Regions from separate parts of the Siniperca chuatsi genome. Here region 1 is linked to region 2. The links are chromatin contacts, called in public Hi-C maps. All regions are on one chromosome and are shown on one strand. Each heading gives the region's core, a stretch centred on a gene start, on an enhancer-like site or on the middle of the called end of the contact. The rest is flanking DNA. Distances are from core to core; before and after follow the strand shown. Region 1 holds the start of LOC122863993 (schlafen-like protein 1). Region 2 holds the start of ctps1a (CTP synthase 1).

Evidence for each region. Hi-C and Micro-C count contacts between places; a contact is called where the count stands out from the background.
Region 1: a Hi-C map of skeletal muscle shows a contact between it and region 2, with 7 times the contacts expected there. The contact joins the promoter of LOC122863993 here to the promoter of ctps1a in region 2. A contact is called at or near these places in 2 of 3 Hi-C or Micro-C datasets (skeletal muscle and an unstated tissue).

Annotation. Positions count from the first base shown.
Region 1 is chrLG17:24,332,229-24,336,893 of ASM2008510v1, forward strand. It overlaps LOC122863993 (schlafen-like protein 1), which reads right to left and starts at 1,778. Exons shown (of 5, transcript XM_044170973.1): 1 at 1,652-1,778; 2 at 903-1,321; 3 at 328-424. The coding sequence starts at 1,301. LOC122863994 (a long non-coding RNA gene) reads left to right here and starts at 1,864. Exons shown (of 3, transcript XR_006375126.1): 1 at 1,864-2,041.
Region 2 is chrLG17:24,153,910-24,158,374 of ASM2008510v1, forward strand. It overlaps ctps1a (CTP synthase 1), which reads right to left and starts at 2,065. Exons shown (of 19, transcript XM_044170946.1): 1 at 1,847-2,065; 2 at 250-431; 3 at 1-150. The coding sequence starts at 418.

The sequences.
Region 1 (4,665 bases), core at 528-3,027, 180 kb after region 2:
GCTAAAGCCAGACTCTGTCTGGGTCTGGGTGGGTTTTGTCCATCCACACAGCAACATGAGACCAATGTTTTCTAATGTATGCACTTTGGAATGTTTTTGAAAAGATCATAAGATCAAAAAGACGTTATTTTAAAGTTTCATAAATTCAAGCTAATACTGAAACAATTGGCCAGTTAATTAATAATCATCATAGTCAGTTGACAGAAAATTAGACTATTAGACGGAACAATAAATCAAAAAAATAATCCCTATTGTCCACCCAAGGAGACTGATTTTTAAAGGGGTCTATCTTGTTAGCTGTAAATTGTGTTTACAGTGTAACCTTACCGCCACCTTGTTTGAACTCGATGCTGCGTGTCTCATTGCCAATGTGGGCTCCATAGTGGAGCCACCGGCAGCTGGTGATGTCCTGTCCTCTGATAGACTGGGTGTCACAGAGAGAGAATATAGCACACTGGGTCAGTGAGATTAGGTCAGAGAAGTTACATATTGTTGTTCCAGTTACAAAAAATAGGCTTTCACCATCATAATCTTAAAAAAAAACTGATTAAATTGAAATAGTGAACATAATCAAAAAATGGCAGTGGAGTAGTGTATGCTCTAGGCAAAAGCAAGGCTTAAAGAATATATATAAATATGTTGTTGACCACGTATTTAAAAAATAATAATTATGAACTCTTACTTAAATTGAGAAAAATGAAAGTCACGTATTCTTAAAAATGTTGTGACTAAAACATTTCTTCTTGCAATTTACTGCTTTACAATGTTTTTGTATATAAGCCAACATTCATGCTACTGTAATCTGTGATATTGGTGATAATATTGGCCTGCCAATGTATCAGTCAGTTGGTATTCATTGCTATCATTATAGACAATGTCACCATCAGCACTTCTGATTTCACCTTCGCTGGTGTTCCTTGGTTTGCTCTCTGGTTTTGAACTTTGGGTCTCTGTGGTTGAGGATTGCGGGTTGAACGCCCAGAGCGTCTCTTCTGTTTTGCCCATTTGGAGGTCCCTAAGGTCCCTCTGGTTTTGCCTTTCTTCTTATAAAGCCCTCTCCATCTCCAGGAATGATTGTAGCCAGTCCCTTTCTGTTTCTTAGCTGGACTGGCGATTGGTGAGCCAGCAGGAGTGGAGACGTTAGATCGGTATGATTGTGACTGAGAGGTCCCCACATGAGCTGATGTGGATGGAATCGGGGAGTAAGATGGCCGCCTCAGACGGCCACGGGACTTTTTGGATGATGTACCTGGGATCTTCCCTCTCCCCTTCATTTTCCTCTTCCAAGGCCGATGATGCATTTAGCTGTGAATTACAACAGCTGCTTGACAATGCAGCAAAACAATAACATAGAAAGCTATGAATTTTCCAGGTTTACATGTGAGTTTTTACACATACAGCACGTTGTCTGGAAGCTTATTGTGTGTGATTCAGCATAAGATACACAGCGTGAGATGATAATAAGGGGGCGTCAGTGTGCTAAATAGATAAATGAACACGAGGAGGCTTGATAAATCATAAAGTCAAGGCTGATCAAAACAATGATCAATCAAAGCCATGAGGCATGGCGAGGGAGCACTCTGCCACTACGCTGATGATGACAAAACTTATGAGTGTGTGCAAATATACAGCAGTGAACCGAGCATCTTACCTTTTCCTGCTGTGCTGGGGAAAGTCAACCTGTTGGGGCTTTGAAAGTGATTGTCTAAACTGTGGATGAACCTCAAGTGTACTTCAACACTGAGAACCTCTTTACGACATCATTTCAAATTATGATGCATCACGGAATGGAATTCTCCTTATGTTAGCATTAGAATGCCCAAACTGTATCTCGTGTTTGTCTCCCAGGAGTGTAGTTAATACAGTCAGGTTACGAGGTTTTTGGAGAGAAACCACATCAGATGTAATGAATCAAGCTCGGTTTGGACATTTGACACTGACTCTACAACAGTGCATTCCAAATGACCTAAACAACGCTGGGCAAAGTAGGCAACTGTCACAGGGCCCAGACTCCAGGGGGCCCAGAAGCCCTTCACTTAAAGTCAGTTGGTTTGTGATAATTTGATTAATTACCAGATTGTGTATGAACATGATTACACACAACTGAAATGACAAGGACCTTATTTATTTTATTGGGGTCCTGCAGAACCTGGAACCTCTGAAAAAGCTAAAAAAAAAACACATCCTTAACATTGTTTTATCAGCTTAATACTTTAAGACTTTTTCTAATGTTATGAGAATTGCCTAAAAATATGATTTTGTAGTCTATTTAGATTTCTGTGATTGGGGTTTTATACTTCCCCAAGTGACCCCCAAACGTAGGTAATGTCACCATGTAGAAATAATACACCTTTCTTTCTCTGTTAATGACTTCAGCACATGATATATATATATATATATATATATATATGGAATTATGTATTTGTTCATGCATGCTCATGTAACAAATAGAGGAAGTGAAGCCAGTTTCACTTGCTGTAGAGTTTAAAAGCTGCACATTTGTGTATTCTAGGACAAGAGTACTGGTTGGTTTGTGGGGCTCAAGGCAAAATATGATTAACATACCATGCATGTTCTACTGTGTGCACAGTACTTGATACATAATGCACATATAGTTGAAGGAGATGGGGGTCAGCACGGACCCTCGTCTCATTTTTGCCCCAGGGCGTCCTGGCAGGTTAATCCGTAAGTCGTATTTGCACACAAATAGAGTTTAGCCTCATTTATTAAACCTCGCCTCTTTTTCCATGCCATTTACTAACTAAATAGTGGAATGCACACAAGCACATTTTCACTGTCTGAGGAAGTGAAGCAGAACACTGAGCACAAACAGTCTGCTGTGCAGCTGTAACACTTTACCTGCCGTGGTGCTCATTCAACATTGTAAAGCATCATGAAAGCAGTATGAGCATGTTGTAAGTGCATGATAATCACTATAATCAGAGCATAATATCATGAAAACAATATGTAAGGGTGTTTGAAGTAGAGTTCTAGTCTGTTTAATGAGTCGCTGTTAAACAACCACTTGAGGTCAGTGTTGTTCTAAGTTAAGAGCCATGTTTCCCCCGGCTTGTGTCGATGTCCTGAATCTGAGGTCAACACATGCGAACCCATCCGGTGACCTCAGTGAGGAGAGGCCATATGCTGCTCCAGCCTCAGAGGAGCCGAGATGATAATATGATGCTAAGTGTAAGCAGTGGCAATCCGATGATGCCTGAAACAAAGGCTCTGTGAAGCATGGAGCAATGTCAAGGCAACAGCTTTTATGCAACTGAAATACAATGGGAATCATTTGTAACACAAACACGGAACTGGATTTCATAATGGACAAAATTCAGAGGAAACACTGTAGCAGAGAGTTGCTGGAGGGCAGAAATTGATTACACCAAATGGTTTCATGTCAGTTTTGTGTATTCATGTAAATAGGATTTCAAGCCACATCTTCCATGTGAGGGCTGGTTTTGTTTGTGGAATATTTTCCTCTCTAATTGGGATGATTTCTAGTGAATGACATCATGTTTAAGTTGATCTATCTTATATTGGAACCTCTTCAGAAAGACCCCTTGTCTTTGGCTTATAGTATTTAACCCACACCTACTGTGCGGGCTGCAGCCTCAGTTTCATAAATCCAAATCCTAAAAGTTGCCACCCTGATCAGCCACCAAAAAATTCTGTAAATGTTATCTCCCTAAATACTGTTTCAAAGCCCTCTTCATATTGCAAGGATATATTTCAATGTGGGGAAATATTAGTGTATCCCATTATTATATTCAATTTTTTTGTCTAAAATTGTCTAATTAATCAATTCAGCCTTCAAAACCCACCATGTGTAACATATACGTATTGGAGAATGTAGACTCCTCTTCAGGTTGGTAAAACCCTGCAAAGTCCCAGACATTTGTTACAGATATGGAGCTGCAACTAATCACTATTTTCATTATTCATCTGTTTATTATTTTCTCTATTAATCAATTCACAGTTTGCTACGATGGAAGAAAATAATTTTTCACCGCTCCCTTAGTTACTGTTGCTTCGCCTGTCAAGCTTTCGGGCACATATGCAGGTTACAATGATAACGGTGGCACATTCACCACTTGAAACAAACAATGGGCCCACAATTTAAGATTGAGGTAGACAAAAGCAGGCCTATCATTTGTATATTTTGCTGAAATGACAACCATAGAGTGCTGCAGGAATGAGTCCCAAAACCCGGAAATGAGTTAGCATTTTTGCACGCGTCTCGAAGTCAATGGGTTTGAATGGGTTCCTCAGGTAAGATGCCTGAAATGAGGTCTGTGGTTAACACAAGCTTAAGAGATTGTCACGTTTTGTTCTACGACATAAAATACGTCAGTAAACACCGTTTAATACCACTGTTTAATCAATTCATTACACTTTTGCTCTTCTGCTGGGGAAGACAAAAAAAAAAAAAGACACAACCTTCCAAACTCTTTAAATGTTGAGTCTCACTACAGCTCTATACACAACGCTTCAACATGTGGAGAAATCCAAAGCCTGACAGACCTGCCATGCCTAGTTACGGTTGCTATAAGATATTATTCGACAAGCACTGTTCAGTCTGTACATCACAGTTCCCGAAAACCCAAGGTTAATATTCTGTCGATCGACTAATCAATTAATCGTTTCCACCCTACATCTGTTCTC
Region 2 (4,465 bases), core at 815-3,314:
AGTCTCCCCTCCTCTCTTTGTTGATGACGGACTGATAGATCTTGCCGGTGGTCAGGTTGTTGTCTCTGGTCAGCCGGATGTCGAGGAAGCGTTCGTAGTTCCCCAGATCCAAGTCCACCTCACCCCCGTCATCCAGCACAAACACTTCCCCTGGACAAAGTTGGCATGACGCAATCGTAACACATACATAACATGTGGTTGTTTCATTATGAATGTGTTGAATGAGAATGATCACTTCCTCTGACATACCATGCTCATAGGGTGAAAATGTGCCCGCATCTATGTTGATGTAAGGGTCAATCTTGATGGCAGTTACACGCAGGCCGCATGACTTCAGGATTGTGCCCACACTGCTCGCAATGATGCCTTTGCCAATGCCTGAGATGACTCCTCCGGTTACCAGGATGTACTTCATCATTGTGCTCTGGTATCTGGAGATAAAACCAAACAGCAGACCATGTAAAACTATTCATTCAGAGGATAAAAGTCATCATAGACATTGTATTGTGCTGTGGGAAAATTGTTTTTGGTATTACTGTATTTGCGATTTACAGTACAAGGACCACTGCAGTGCAACACTGAAAAGGTAAAGGGGGGGTAGATTGTAACTGCTAATGAAGGCCACAAGATGTAGCTGAAAGCTCCGAAAGTAATCTAGTAAGTGAACCTTGAGTTAAGAATTTTATCCAAACAACATTTTATTATTTACAAGTGCATTATCTTGTGTAGGGCTATTGTACTACATTATATTTTACTGTATGGGTACATTGAATTTAGAAAATATAAATATGTTTATTAATTAAACACTTAATATTTTTTTCTGCAGCCTGTCTGATTCTTAACTAATCGGTATTTAGATATTTGACAGGAAATATTTAGACTGGCCTTTAACGTTAGCTATTAGCTCACAATAAGGGTTGAGAACATTTCTGTAAAAGACAATTTCGCTATTTAGCTAACTAAAACAATGGCTAAACCTCCATGTCCGTGTTCTACAACGTGGACCCAAAGTAGCTGTTGCCAAGGTAACTAATTGGGAGCCGAACAAAAAATAAACCTTTGCCGCCTAAAACCACTACTTACAAAAACTCGGAGGTCACCAAATTTAACAAGTAGGGTTTGTGTAAAGCTGAAACCTAAAAGTTTTTCACCAAATAAAGCATGGCACATTGGAAGCGCTCGGTTACAAACACAGCAAGGGCCGAGCGGGTGGGAATTTCCGGATTCCCTTATATTACAAGACTACAAGTGAGCGAACCGCCCGTCCAGGTAACCATTTTCCTTAAAGTCAACGTGACCAAAGTAATACCGCCAGCGCAATTAGCTAGCTTTTGGCTAACTGTTAGGGGTAACGTTAGTAATATCGGCGTACAAGAATTACTATCAGACAAACCAAGGCCTCTTTTGGTGTCTGCAGTGGAAAACAGACACATTCAACGTTTGCTGAACAAAGCACTACCGCTGTAGGGTAGCTAACATGCTCTCCATTTCTAACAACTGCATCAAGCTCGCCAACTTACATGTGACCAGATTACCCGGCAATGCATTCAAAATAAAAGCGAAGTTAGCTATTTATTAACTTTTATACGAATGGCATTGCAACAAAACAGCGAAATAGTTAAAATTGACTGTCTATTCCAGTATTATATACTCTATTTTGGGTTACGAGACTACAGCTAAAATACAATAAGTCATTACAATACACTGCTACATTCTTGGTATTTCTAACATAATTTTATTTTCATTCTTTTTAACCGGAAGTCATACTTATTTATTGTATATAGCTTGTAAGATAACAGTATTTGCTAGCTAGCCAACAGCCTCTGTTAACAGCGTCAAAACTCACCAAAGTATTCTTCAGCCAGAGCTGCCCTTCAAACCAAATCGTCGATGACGAAAACAGTTTACAAGACCTTTGGCCAGAGACGAAATTTCGATCCAACTAACAACGCCTTTGCTACTGTGCTGACCCTACAGACTATCTATCCTCAAATTGACTCTACACGTGTATGGACCACGATTCAGGGCTGCAGTGCATCATTTATTACACTTACAACATTGTGCTACCTTCATGTACGCCTCGTAAACTGCTGCTGCACACTTGGGAATGTTTCATTCATCTTTGACGTGTGTATGTCACTTAAAGGGACTCACAAGTATAAATTGTCAAGACGCAGAAGTTTAAAAAAAAAAAATGTTATTCATTTTGGTTCCTCTCGCTCTCGATAATAACCACAACGATACACCATGGCATTCATTGATGATAAAATGACCATTAGGCTGTTATTTTATTTTATATTATTTTATTGGTTTTTATTTTAAACTTGATATTTGGGTGCCATCACCAAACCCCAATGTGAAAAGATTTTTTAGCAGTATTTAATATCTAAACACTATGGTGAACTGTAATATGTAGTGCTAACTGCTGTATATGTGAAACGTGTCTTGAAATGCATGAAAACTAAAACTTGGACAATGTTTGAAATAAGAAAATACAATTTTATATTATTCACTAATCTATTAATGCTAGTGACTGAGCTTCAGCAAATATTAGCACAAGAATAAAGGTCTATAATAGTAATATAATAATCCTATAGCAAATTTGGTGTATTAAATAAAACACAACGGTTTTCGTACTACGATGTACAGTATGCACAGCATGTCAAAGATAATATTTTAAAAAACCACCTGTACTATAAATTGTTAATACAGATTCCATGCTCGTACCACCTCCAAGTTAACGTAGTAATACTACAATGTGAACACAATTAATTCCAAATAAACGTCATGCATTCAAAACTGTACTTAAGTGAAAGGGCAGAATTATTAGAAGCAAAATGTCCTTAAAGTTTCAAAAATAAATGTACTCATAATGCCTTTCAGAGAGTTATATTATTATATATGCAATATTACTGGATTATTATTAACATGTAAGCAATACTCCAATGTTGTAGCTCTGCCCTATTCAGTTAGCGGCCCAGGAGCAACCTCCGAGTGGCCCAGCGTACATAAATCTGACATATGACTGAATAAGTAAACTGCATATATAGTGTATGGAAGGAGCTGACGAGGGAGCCTTCCTTCTCGTCTCTGTTGAGCGCCGCACATGCGCAGTGCTGATCGGGCGGGCTGTTTACGGATGTAGCGACAGCGGCGCTAATCGTATCTTTCACAAGTCAGCGTGATGTCACGTGAGCGCCGACCGGCTCAGTAGCTTTTCAAACCACCTGGCTGCTGACGGTCACAACAAGTGCTCTACTGAAAATGTGCCTCTGTCAACCCTGACACGTAAATTTGACAATGAAAACCGTCAGTTTACGTTATTACCTTATTTTACCGCCATTTCCAAACGCCTGCTGTTTTTTTTTACTACTTTTGTTTAAAATACGTCATTACCAAAAGCTACAAAGGTTTAAAAAAAGCTTCTGAAAATATCTGGCCCAACTGAATTTGTAATTGAATAGCCCTGCTGTAGCTGGTCGATGTGAAGGTAATTTTACTTGCTTTATATACACTATTGAACAGTTCCTTCTATGCAGTAATGCAACAATGCATCATATTTGATCAACTATGATATGTTTTGGATGTAAAATCTTCCTCTGCAAAGTAACTGTACTGTAGTAAAAGTGAAGTAAAAGTACAGATTTTCCTCTGAATTGAAGTGGAATAGAAGTATTAAGTAACATGAAATGGATATACTTAAGTAAAGTACAAGTACCTCAAAACTTTACTACACCATAATACTTAAATAAATGAACTTAGTTACTATGCACCACTGTCTACATCTTTAACAAGTCCCTCTCATGTAGCCTACTATGACTTTTCCTGGCCGTTTTATTTTAATGAGCGCCTGAAGGCAGCACACTTTCCATTTATGAATCGGCAGGGGGCGCTCATGTTTCACGTTTGAAGTCATGTTGGACAAGAGAAGGAAAAAAAGTTGTATTTTCCTCATGTATAAAGAGCGGATAAAGAAGACTACATGTTTGGTTGAGCTTTACAGATTGTATTAGGTATTTATCGGCTTTAAATTATTTAGTTTAGAGCTCCTTGCATTGTTCATATGTTATTTCCAAGTGGCAGAGAATCCAAACAAATCCATTTGTTCACATCTTTTATTTTCTTAAATCAATAAAGAATAACTAGAATACATTAATATAACTCCAGGAATAGAATAAGCTTAATTACTACTGTCAGAGCCATTTTGTCCTGACAATAGATGTAACAGTTTGACTCCACTGATAATGTAAGCTGCAGCTCAGAAGCGACAGAGCGAGGCTGAATTGATCCCGCAGCAGAAACACTTTAGTGGTCGGAGGCACAGAGATGTTTTCCTGTGGGGTTACACACAGGTTCCTTTTTCTCTCCCTGACACAAAACAACACTTTCTGCACACTCTGCTCCATATAATAAATGGCCACAGTCCAAAGTGGTTAGTTACAGTGTACTGTGGAAAGGTCAATGG